Linked DNA regions of Mus musculus: region 1 is linked to region 2. The links are chromatin contacts, called in public HiChIP or PLAC-seq maps. All regions are on one chromosome and are shown on one strand. The core of a region is the stretch at or near the end of the contact, and the rest is flanking DNA. Distances in the headings are between cores, read along the strand shown. Region 1 overlaps Vwa3b (von Willebrand factor A domain containing 3B). Region 2 overlaps Tmem131 (transmembrane protein 131).

Region 1 (3,401 bases), core at 623-3,122, 320 kb after region 2:
CAACTTGGCAAAAGCTGAAATTGTTCTTTTGTTAGAGATGTTTGGAAGCCAAATTGGGAAGCCAGGTACCCACACATGGGATCCTAGTAGCCAGGATATTCTTCCTATGGCTCTCCACCCAAGCCCAGACCACAGCCCAACTGCATGACCTCTATGCTGAGATGCACTTAAAGTTGAGGTGATTCTGCTTGTCAAACCTTTTTCCTACCACAATGTGGGACTTCAGTGGGAGAAGACTGTGCGTGGCCTTTGGGGCTCCATGCTCCTTGGTAGGCAGTTTGCTTATTGGATTGAACTAACATATTGACAAAAACATCACACACTGTGTGAGCAACTCCTATCTCAGAATTTGACCACCTGTGGAAAATACTAAGAATTTATTTTTTTACACTATATCATTTGTCTTTCTCTTTTACCCTTTCCAAAAACATGTTGTATTACTGCTTTTGTGCATAGGTGTTTGTCTGCATGTATGTCTGTTTGCCACATGCATGCCTGATACGTATGGGGGCCAGAAGAGGGCTTCAAATTCTCCTTGTTATCTTTTCAGCCACCAGAAATGGTGATGGACCACGTCAAACTCTTTCAGAACATCCCCATCTGTGCCATCTCCTTCAGTTACAACGATGAGGTTGCGAACGAGTTCTTGAAGGAGCTTGCTGCCTTGACCGGAGGCGAGTTCCGAGCTTATAACTTTGGCTGCAAGGATCCCATTCAGGATACTCAGGTGGGAACTTGGCACACTGAGGAAATGGTTCACTCATTCATTCATTCGTTCGTGCATTCATTCATTAGAGTGTTACGAGTCTCAAAGATCAGCTCCTGAGCTGGGAGAACTGCAGCCATACACAAAACTAAGCAAAGCAGCTGGTGCAGTAATGATGCCCCAAGGTTGGTCCAAATGTGGCCTGAGGATCTCAGAACTTGTGACAATGTGAGCCTGGATCAAGGTCACAGGTACAAGCCAGGAACTCCTATCATGGCTAATGGCCCAAGGATCTTAGTAAGTTTTGTTGTGATCTTCTTCATTTTCCTCTTCCACCTCCTCCTCAGTTGTTGCTTTTGTGTGTAGGTGTTTGTTTGCGTGTATGTCTACGTGCAATATGCTTGTGCCTATGGGGGTCAGAAGAGTGCCTCAAATGCCTTGGAGTTACAGATGGTTAGCACCACAGGGCTGTTAAGAATAGACCCTGGTGCAAGGCAGAGGCAGGCAGATTTCTAAGTTCGAGGCCAGCCTGGTCTACAAAGTGAGTTCCAGGACAGCCAGGGCTACACAGAGAAACCCTGTCTTGAAACAAAAACAAAAACAAAAACAAAAACAACAAACAAAACAAAGCAAGAATAGAACCTGGGTCCTTTGCAAGAACAGCCAGCGCTCTTTAACCACTGGGCCATGTCTCCAGACCACACGTATACTGGCCTTTAACTAGCTACCTCTTAACTTCTCAAGGAATGCAACTATGTGACCATCTGATAAAATAATTCACACTGATGGGGAAAGGGGACAGAGTAACTGAAAGTATTCCCTGACCCTCTAGCCCTGGCCTGAGGATGTGATTTCAATGTTTGCCAGGTTTTTAAGGCTCCTGCTTGAGGTTCAGTTAAGGCGTGGAGACATCTGTATAGTTTAAAGGCATTGGGATTTTAATTTTTATTTATTTATTTTTTTTGCTGACTCAGTCTCTCAGCTAGTGTCCAATTCTCCGCCATTTCATCTCTCCACATGGTTCCTCAGAGCCGGACTCCAGCTCTGCTCAACTCCAGCCGAGCCTCCATTCTTCTTCCTCCTGTTTCCCTCAGCATCTCTGCCTGCCTGGAAGTCCTGCAGTACTTCCTGCCTCAGCTCCAGCTTCCAGCTGTTTATTATTCTAAAAGCCACACCCCTTACTCTGGGGTAGGCTGAGGAAGGTCACCTTCCCTTAGGGCAGCTTGGCTTCCTTGTAAAGGCAGGTGAGGAAGTGAATATTACACACCCCCTTAACCAGGCATTGCAGCTTCAAAGAACAATTGAAAACCCAAGGACAGAACATGCAACATTTGTGGGTCATCAACTCAGGGAGCTCTTCTGTAGGAAACCGTGCTTACTGCTCATTCTCCTCCGTTTTTTTTTTTTTTTTTTTTTTTTGGTTTTTCGAGACAGGGTTTCTCTGTATAGCCTTGACTGTCCTGGAACTCACTCCGTAGACCAGGCTGGCCTCGAACTCAGAAATCTGCCTGTCTCTGCCTCCCAAGTGCTGGGATTAAAGGCATGCGCCACCACTGCCCGGCCGTCATTCTCCTTCTTGTATGTAGAGACCTAGAACTGTTATCAGGACAAATCAGAGATATGAACAACTCTTGGTCTGAGGAGACTACCCTCTGAGAACCGAACCAGACAAAAGGACCTCAGGGGACTGTGCTCTGAGATCACCCTATACTAATGACAACAACCTGGTGGGGAAAGAGCTGCAGACCCTGTTGGAACAGTTGCAGGAGTTCCCATGCACAGCAAACCTGCCGACTTTTAGACAGAGGTTCAAAACAATTCCAAGAGGGAAAGACCACCTTTTCAACAAATAATTGGAACAACTGACAGTCCTCAGGCAAAACCCCAGTCTAAGTGCTGATCTTCACACACAGAGAGCACGCATGCGCAAAGTAAATCACAGGCTCCAATATATAAATTATAACAAATTATATAATATTTGTTTCCCTGTCAGCTACTCAGAGGATGAAATACAATGAAATAAACCCTGGCTTATTTTATATTATGTACTTTCTAATGTATTATCACAGTAACAGAAAGTAAACTAGAATAGCTAGCCTGGGAACTTTAATGAGACCCTGTCATAAACTTAAAGTGGGGCTGGGATATATAAGTTGGTGGTAGAGTAGTGGCCTAGCATGTAGAGTACCCAGGGTTCAAACCCCAGGGCTATAAAAACAAACAAAAAGTGTCCATCTAGAAAACCTGGGAAACACATCAGACATTCCACTGAGGAGGCCCAACAGAAGTGGGAAAGAAGCCAGGCCAGGAGGCCAGATGCCACCAGCACAGGCCAGGAGGCCAGATCCCACCAGCACAGGCCAGGAGGCCAGATCCCACCAGCACAGGCCAGGAGGCCAGATCCCACCAACACAGGCCAGGAGGCCAGATCCCACCAGCACAGGCCAGGAGGCCAGATCCCACCAGCACAGGCTAGAAGGCCAGATGCCACCAGCACAGCCCAGGAGGCTGGATCCCACCAGCACAGGCCAAGAGGCCAGATGCCACCAGCACAGCCCAGAAGGCCAGATGCTACCAGCCTTAGAGGAATACTACCTAAGCTACAGCACATGTCACTCCATGTCTGTCAGAATGGCGGAGAAAACTACATGCTGGCAGGTTGGGGAGAAACAGGGTCACTAACACATTGTTGGCT
Region 2 (3,317 bases), core at 643-3,142:
GGGAACCATCTGTCCCTGACCCCCTCTAGGCCTCTCAAACTGCTCATACAGAGGAGCTGCCCCTTCGTGCGTCAAACACTGGCACTGAAGTGGGGGCGGGGGGCGGGAAGGAGCACCCATGGTCTGTGCGAAGTTACAAACAGACTTCATTTCCCAGTTACAAAGCCTTCGAGTTTGAACTACACATTCTATGTTTGTATACAGATAATTTTAACATGTACATGTGTATTTGTTTTTAAATTTGAAATACAATTCACATATAGGAAAGGACACAGACCCAAGACAAATAGATCAAAACATTACTATAAAGCCAATACTCATGACTGACAATCAGCACCCTAAGTCCTACTGATACTGCAGCCTGGGTAGGGAGCCCTGCTGGAAGTGGAGAACTCCCCCCGCCGCCCCCCCCCCCACCCCAAGTCAATGTGTGCTGTTGAGTTATACATGACCTGACTAATAATCTTTAATCCCATTTTGAAAACTAAGTACCTATTTATTGCTTTGTAGAGACTTGATTTAAGATATAACCCAATCTGAAATTTAAAATAAGACGTTATGACCAGTTTTAAAATGGTTCAGAGTTGTTTTGTTTTTATGTTAAAAAACACTGTTTCAACACAAAGACACACTCTTGTGTTTTTTTAAAGAAGACTAAATATTCTGGGGAAGGGTGAGTTGTGTGCCATTCTCTACTTCTCTTGGCATGGCTGGGTTCTGCTGTGTTAGTGGGAACTGACAAACATACCACACCACGTGGACTGATGACGTGCACTACGTAAGTCCCGCTTATGAAGTAAAAGGTCTCCCTTTACAGATAGCACTGTTCTTTATCAACAGTCTACCAGGATAACAGAATACTCTGACTGTTCTGAAACGCCCGCTGAGAAAGCTCCTTCTGATAAGCTATTCTTGGCAATCGCCTCCACTCCCTTTCTCTCTCACTATGTATGTAGCTTTGGCAGGCACCACACTCACTGAAATCCATCTGCCTCTGCCTCCTGAGTGCTGGGATTAAGTCTGTTTGTCATCATGCTGGCCCCACTTATGAGCACAATGAAAGACTGTATGTATTCCAAAATACTAACTCATTTAACCTCTGATGGTCTGAAAAGCACGTTGGGATAGTATGGTGCCCCGACACAGCACTAACGGGCTCCATACTTGTGCCGTGGTAAGCTCTTAAGGGTCAGACAGACTGAGCAGGGGACCCGTGGGTAACCTCAGAAACCCCTCTGTAGTAATACAGACAGACACATCTGCTTTTCTTAGGATGCTGTTTGTACTACCGATCACAGCTGTTAGGTGTGAACCGAGACACGGTGCTAAACCTCCCTTGTAGCCACTGTTTGCTCCCCAGTCTGCATTTATAATGAAAAGAAAATGTCTTTGAACAGTAGCAAACAAAATTTATTCAATTTCAACATGAATTCATGACTCTCTAGAACTGGATAGAACTGGATAGAACTGGATAGGACAGAAAAGGAAGCATGTTTAAAGGACTCTCAGCAATTAGAGTTTCACACTGAGAATTTCTTCTGTGGAAACCTCCTGAGGTCCAGAGGTTTTCCTCATCCATCTGTCCTTTAGAGTCTAGGTCAGGGTCCTATGTCTTGCAAATGCGACTGCATGAGATCATCAGCTCATTGACTTCTGTATTTTCCCTATCAAGGCAGAAGAAACCAAGTTCTAGTAACTGGGCATTCTCAATGACTTCCAGTGCTTGCTACAATGGCATTTATGGATGGGAGGAGCAAGGCGAGATCCTAAGAGAATGATACAGGGAATCGGGAGTGTCTAAACTGCTGTCTGAGTTCTAGGCTCTGACTGCAGCTGTGGCAGAGATGAAGAACTACAAAGCAGCTGGCTGGACGAGGCTGGGGAGACTTCCTACATAGCACTATGTGGTCCAAACAGGAAGGACAAACACTCTCATCTGAATAAGGCAGAAAGGCAATGAAGCACAAGACCCCAGGCAGCCTGCAGGGCTTTGGCCCCTGTGAAACCTTCCTAGCTGACATGCACCCTCCACATCAAGGCCTGATACAATATGAGTGGCTAGCAGACACTTACCTGAATAATAGAGGCCACTTTCACCCCCAGAACAAATCAACTTATTATACACTTTAAAGTCAACATTATCTATCGAGATAAACACACACACAGAGCTGTGCCAGGTATTGGTCTCACATTCACAGGTTTTACAATTTTATCAGGAAGCATCTTTTTTTTGGAGGGGGGGTGGTTGGTTTTTCGAGACAGGGTTTCTCTGTGTAGCCCTGGCTGTCCTGGAACTCACTTTGTAAACCAGGCTGGCCTCGAACTCAGAAATCCACCTGCCTCTGCCTCTGCCTCCCAAGTGCTGGGATTAAAGGCGTGTGCCACCACGCCCAGCTCAGTTGAATCTTTTAACGCTTAAAAATAAAATGTTGCATTAGCATATTTCATGTACAGCCTCAGACTTTCTGGGTGGCATTATGCTGAGCTATCGTGGGCTGACTGCTGACTCTAAGGTTAATACCCACAAAGAGGAACCGTCTAACATACCCTGTGTATCTGCAGCCCTGACTCTTCCTGCTCTCCTCTGCCTCTAAGTCAATTCCTGGACTGCAATAGCTGCCTTCAGCCAGGCTAAGGGCAGCCCGCAGGTGTCCTTCCCATTGGCCCTGGTCCTAGCAGAGTAAATGATTGTTGTACTTACGCTGTTCCTGTAGACTTGGAATTCAAGTGTTCTCAAATCTAGCTTGGCCACCTTACTCAAGTTAAACCTAAAATAAAAAACACGTTTATCTTCATAAACATCACAACTAGGAACTATGGAGGATAGCCAAACTTGAGGTTTTATTTGCAAATTTATCTTTTGTCAGGTCTTGGGACCAGTAGCATTATACCATATTAATACTAAAGGCTAACTTATAATTAATACCTTGTTCACTTTTAAAAAGGAATTAGTGGAATTATTTTGTCTGTTGTCCCTTTACAAATCTGTTAAATGTGAGCGCCCCATTTACACCTGTTGAAAGCTTTTCTTCATGTTCAATTCAATACCAACCCACTCCCAGGAAACTGCTGGCAACTTCAGCCATAAAGCCAGACTCTGCGTTTACCCTTTGACCAGCTAAGGAGTGCTTACCTTGAGACTAACTTATCTGCAAAGACGGAGGGGTTGGAATACAAAGCCAGTGGGATGAACTGGACGTAGACAGGGACGTCTGCAGGGTTTTCTAAGCTAATCTCTTCTTCCTTAAAGCAAAGCCCAGATGCATTAGTGGAGATCCCTACAGAGGAATTACAGCGTCGGCTCTCTAACCACGCGT

What was found. HiChIP or PLAC-seq counts read pairs in DNA pulled down with a chosen protein or histone mark.
Region 1: an H3K27ac HiChIP or PLAC-seq map of embryonic stem cells shows a contact between it and region 2, with 5 read pairs. The contact joins two enhancer-like sites. A contact is called at or near these places in 2 of 15 datasets of contacts at CTCF or cohesin (large pre-B cells and stem cell-derived epiblast-like cells), 5 of 484 Hi-C or Micro-C datasets (the G1E-ER4 cell line, the HPC-7 cell line, bone marrow-derived macrophages and 1 more), 3 of 115 datasets of contacts at active chromatin or transcription factors (astrocytes and embryonic stem cells) and 3 of 9 other capture datasets (embryonic stem cells, liver and pancreatic islet).

Annotation. Positions count from the first base shown.
Region 1 is chr1:37,128,334-37,131,734 of GRCm38.p6, forward strand. Vwa3b (von Willebrand factor A domain containing 3B) reads left to right here. Exons shown (of 28, transcript NM_001370828.1): 14 at 551-727. Among named protein-coding and RNA genes, the nearest start is that of Gm37020, 20 kb to the right of the region's middle. Within about 2 kb of position 1,873, at least 11 of the 459 cell types and tissues checked have an H3K27ac peak or open chromatin away from gene starts, as enhancers often do. A contact at or near this core is called in embryonic stem cells, where this site is marked.
Region 2 is chr1:36,812,754-36,816,070 of GRCm38.p6, forward strand. It overlaps Tmem131 (transmembrane protein 131), which reads right to left. Exons shown (of 41, transcript NM_018872.2): 24 at 3,134-3,243; 25 at 2,702-2,768. Among named protein-coding and RNA genes, the nearest start is that of Zap70, 53 kb to the left of the region's middle. Within about 2 kb of position 1,893, at least 37 of the 459 cell types and tissues checked have an H3K27ac peak or open chromatin away from gene starts, as enhancers often do. A contact at or near this core is called in embryonic stem cells, where this site is marked.